2 separate regions of the Gossypium hirsutum genome follow, and region 1 is linked to region 2. A link is a contact called in public Hi-C data. All regions are on one chromosome and are shown on one strand. The core of a region is the stretch at or near the end of the contact, and the rest is flanking DNA. Distances in the headings are between cores, read along the strand shown.

What was found. Hi-C and Micro-C count contacts between places; a contact is called where the count stands out from the background.
Region 1: a Hi-C map of leaf shows a contact between it and region 2, with 2.2 times the contacts expected there. The contact joins the promoter of LOC107913646 here to the promoter of LOC107915615 in region 2. A contact is called at or near these places in 2 of 34 Hi-C or Micro-C datasets (leaf and seedling).

What each region holds. Positions count from the first base shown.
Region 1 is chrD10:48,433,210-48,435,909 of Gossypium_hirsutum_v2.1, forward strand. It overlaps LOC107913646 (probable serine/threonine-protein kinase At1g54610), which reads right to left and starts at 1,383. Exons shown (of 7, transcript XM_016842296.2): 1 at 572-1,383; 2 at 189-473; 3 at 1-100. The coding sequence starts at 943.
Region 2 is chrD10:48,154,071-48,156,806 of Gossypium_hirsutum_v2.1, forward strand. It overlaps LOC107915615 (chromatin structure-remodeling complex protein SYD), which reads right to left and starts at 1,280. Exons shown (of 33, transcript XM_041102420.1): 1 at 1,130-1,280; 2 at 556-676; 3 at 375-436. The coding sequence starts at 663.

The DNA of each region.
Region 1 (2,700 bases), core at 133-2,632, 280 kb after region 2:
TGTCAATAAGAAGATTCGACCCCTTAATATCACGATGCAATACATGTCGGTTGTGACAATGTTCGAGCCCCGATAACAACTGATGCATATAACATTTTACCTGTCCATATCAGCAGAAATCAAAACTCTATCCATAACTTAATTCAAAACCAGCATAAGCAATAAGGAAGAAAAAGTATTTATTTTACCTGAGACTCGGTGAACTTTATAGCCGGACTAGCAGCGAGTCCGGCCAAATCGTGCTCCATATACTCAAATACAAGATACAAACTACATGACATTCTCGAAGTCACCAATCCTTCTAATTTTATCACATTAGGATGATCCAATCGGCGTAAAATCTTAATCTCCCTAGCCATGAACTTAACACTTTCCGGCTCCAAATTATCGAAACGAACTTTCTTTAATGCAACAATCTTCCCACTCAAAGTATCCCTAGCTTTGTACACATTACTGTATGTTCCTTGACCAATCTAAACAGTCAAATTCACAAAGCTATGTAAGTAATTACATAGGAGCAAAATACTACTAATAAATACATAAATGAGGCTATGAGAAGAAGTTAAGGCACCTTATCAATCTTCTCAAAAGAATCAGCACGGCGAGGAGTCCAGCCGCTGATGGCTTCACCGGCGACGATAGACAGCCAAGATGGCCAGCCGGCGGCGACTTGTTCGCCGTGGACGTGCTTGGGTGGGTTACTCAGCCGTGGATTCGGCCGTGAAGACCGCCTTTTCGCTCTTGCTTTCGCTGCAGCGGTGGCGGCAGCAGCTGCTTCTTCTTCCTCCGCCTTCTCCTCCTCCACCCTCTGGCTGTTACTTCCATCTCTAACAACCTCTTCACCCTTCTCCGACCTTTTGGAAACCCTACCAACTTCCTCTCTCTTCCTTTCTTCCCTCCCTACCGGTCTCCCTGAAACCTCTCTCCCAAACACACACCCCATAGTTCACTCATATCTCCTCTCCCTTCCCCTCGCATTCCCACATTTTCTCACACTTTATCTCCATCCAAACACAAAACCCTAAAAAAAATTTCTGAGAGATTAATTCAGAGAATGTAGTAATGAAATGTGTGTGACCCAACTTTCTTTATGACCCCCCCCCAAAAAAAAAAGCAAAGCTTGCAATGATTTTTTTTTTAAAAATTAAGACTTAAGTCCCACAAATTGTGGCACAGTCAACAAATTTCAGCTATAAAAAGCTGATAACAGTAAAATTCAACTACCCTTTTTTTTTCTCCTTTTAGATTTGAAGAATTTCAAGAAATTTAAGATTTTTTTTTAAAATAAAGATTTTTTGGATCTGTTTCTACTTTCTGCTTTCCAGTGTTTATTTTTTTTAATTACTTATTTATTTTGCACTGGTCATTATTTCTTTGACTCTCTTTCAGAAAGATGAAAATTTTGTTTTTTAGGGGATTTAATTAACTGCGGGAGATTCGGTGTTATGAGGAAGTGTAACCAATCATAATTTGCCACGTTGAGAGGGAATGATTGTGATTTTATCATGCGGGGTTTGGGTTGTGACGTGTAAGAATATGATTGGATAAGGTGGTGGAAGAGATGTAGTGGGTTCCACAAGTCAGTGGTGTCTCTTCGATTTTGTTCCTCTTTCAGGTGGAGTACTTGGCCCCGTGCTTAACTGGGGAGCAACCGTGAGCCACTCAAAATCTGCCACTTGGATTGTAAAGAAAATCTTTGTCTAGAAAAGAGTATATTCCTTTTTTTAATTTATTTTTTCATTAAATGTGATCATGTAAATATGGCTTAAATACAAATTTAACCCTCAAATTATGTTGCTTTTTTTGACAAAAGTAGTACTAAATTATTAATCTCGCCTCATTTTAACTCAAAACACTATATCTATCAATAAGAATGCAGCATTTGACATATTCTTATTAGACGTCATACACGTTTTAAGTACAATGAAACAAAATTAATAGTCTATATATCACTTTTGATAAATAAAAAAACTTTTGATACATAATTGAGAAAATTGATATAATTTTGGGGTCAATTTCATAATTAAACCTATAAATATTACATTAATTAAATTGGATTAATGGACCCACCTAATGAATTTTGTTCAATTCTTAAAGAAAATTTTTAAATGATAATAAAGAGTGTGAGTTATTATCATATCTATTTATGGATGAAGTTGAATTAAATTCAATTGCTTTCTATAATTTTATATAAAGGTTTAATTTTTAAAAAAATAAAAGATTGAAAAATTGAAATTTATTTAAAATTAGATTAAAATAATTTTATTAATTACCTAATATTTTGGATGTGACCTAATTGAACTTATACTTAAAAACCTTAAATAAAACTCAATCTAAATTTAGTTGAATCTATCTTACCAAGCAAGTATATGATACTTCAACCAATATATCTATAACATTATTCTTAAATCATAGTACACCTTTTATATATATTATATATATATATCATATTAGACATTAATGTATGCAAATGAGAAAAATAATGTCCATCACTTTATCAAAATTTATTTATTCATTTTTTTAGACAATGATTTTCTAGTTTTTTTTTTTTTGGTTAAAATCTTAATATTATGAGCTACATTGAACCGACTGAATCAAAAATTGATGGTCCAACTGATTGAACTGATGACATATAATTGAAAATAATTATACATTTTTTGAATCGATAAAAGATAATAATAAAAAATTGAGCATTGAAAA
Region 2 (2,736 bases), core at 30-2,529:
GCTAGAAAATTTAACCATGAAATTCTGGAGTGAGATATATAAATTTAAACAGCAATTGTCACATACATGAACAACGTTAAATTTAAACACATTTACTATAATTCAAAAGCTAGAAAATAAATGATCTTCCATCCATTTAAAGGTAATCAAAACTAGATTACTAGACTTAAGGTGTCAATTGATGATCAAAGCAAACAATGCGCAATCAATCAAATTTATTTATTAAATCCACCATTATCTGAATTAACTCATTCGCCAAATTGCTATCTCCATCTAGATGAAATAACTTCGGCACATTCTCTCACTAGGTTACAAGATCCAATGTATTTTATATGAAGATTTAATGAACCTCAAAGTCTCAAACCATGCGTCACCTTGATATTACTTGAAATGGCATTGAATGTTCCTTCCCACTAGATTTCATGTGTTGCAATATCTAAAACATTCGTAAATAATAAGAATCAGCTTCCACATAAATGATATTAAAACTTAGAGCTAACTCTGTTACTACCGCACAATAAATACCACTTAATTGACCCAAAAAAGTACCCATACCACGTAAAGTTTTGTTGCCAGCTTTGAAGGCTCATCTGTAGAATCTTGTATGAGCTTATGCAGAAACTTTGCCGCCTCTAACTCCACATTATGTGAAGAAGACGCCATCTCCTCCTATGAGCTACAAAATCAATAGCCAATAATCAAGCAAAAATTTCAATCTCTGCTTTCTCACACCAATTTTGCACTTGGATAACAATAGTAATTTCCAACAGTCATCTGATTCCTTAGAAAAAAAAACAAAATTTCGGTCCCACATGTAATCATAAACAAGCTCAAGATCAATAAATTAAAACACCAAAGCACTGATAAAGGGACGGAGACTTAAGATGTCCTGGTTCAGTAACACATATTTCTCATGGAAGAATATCCAAAGCTGAAAATCAGAAAATTAAGCTCCCATACTATCTTATCCGACACAGTACTGTGGATTTCAACAAAAAAAATCTGTTTGTTTCTCGAGAAAATGTTCGTTCCTTTCTGCGGAAATTCTATTTCAGCGGCGAACAAAAAGAAAACGAAACCCTAAATGAAGGAAAAATGGTTAGAAAAACAAAAAAATAAATAAAATTACCTGTTCCAATATCGAAGAGCTTAAAGGTCAGCTACATGTAAAGAATGAAACTTCTTTAATTTAAAAAAGAAAAAGGAAAGAGGAAAAATAGAGAGATTTTTTTGGTTTTGCAGGAATGAGAAAAACAAAGTGTAAACAAAAGGTTCTTCCCAGACACGTACTTTTTAACTCGCATGTGCCGAGTTTCTTCTAATGCAAATTACGCATTTACCCCTTCAGTGCTTTTGTATTGTATTTAATTCTTGGGCCAAATGCCTAGGTGTTCGCGCTGGGCTAATTATCAAATTGTTTTACCTATATACACCAATTTATTTAGAAAATAAATTTTCATTGCTATTTTACATTTAAATATTAATTAATAATTTTAAATTAAATTATAATATATTTACATGTCCTACAACTTTACTTTAATCTTATAATAATACTTAAATGTGAATATAATTTATAATTATTTTTTTAATTGAGTTACCATCTACTTTGTGACTAATAAATCTAAACTGTGCCGATTGAGTCTTGATTCGATTAGTATGGGCATTGTTGTTAATACAGGAGAACATGGGTTCGAATGTACTGAAGCGCATTATCCTCCTATTTATAGATTAAGGAGGGGTTATGAATAGTCCTAGACATTGTATCAAAAAAATAAATATAATCAAAACTTATAATAAAATTATTTTTTTTAAATCTAAACGCTACTAATTTACCTTTAACTTTTTTTTTGGTAGGATAAATTACTTAACTTTAATATAATACTTAGTTGTGTTTATAATTTGTTTTAATTCTATATATGAAATACTAATTTGATTTAATTTTCACAAATCACTGATAATATTATCGAATTAACATCATTTTATTGATATATTCCACACTCAAACAATTATATTAATCCAATATGAAAATAAATATATGTATTCATTTCTTTAAATGTGTACAATTGAATCAAAATCAAAGTTCATGTATACATATGAACTAGAATTCAATTTTTAGACATATAATTGCACATTGGGCAAAAATTAATGTATAAATTTGATATTTACACCATATTTTACGCTTAGAGTTATATTCAAGTAATATTTCTATTTTAAAATTAACAAAAATTTATTTAAATTAAAATTTTTAAAATAATATTTATAAATTAAACTATGATTATTTTTAAATGTATAACTATCACAACTTTTATTAAATTATAATTTTTTAAATAAAAATTATAATTTTTTTTGAAATAAACTCTGAGACTTTTATTATAAAATGGGTCCTAGCCCGTTGAAAATTACGAAAACCCAATAAAACAAAAATCAAAATTGGGTTCACAAATCCTATAAAAACAAAAGCCTAAACCTAGCCCAAAAAACCAAAAAGACCTAAGTCCACCAGGCCCCATTCTGAAAACCCCCAATGCCCAGCATAGGTATCCAAACCCCCAATGCCCAACATAATTATTTTGAAATGAATAATTACCGCATCTTCTAATTTATACACTTTTCAACTAATAATTTTAAATTAAATATTATGATTTTTTAAAATTTTAATTCAGCACCTTAATTATATCCTTTTTCTCATATTAGTATGTAAATTTTTTAAATAACAAATGATATTTAAATTAGGTT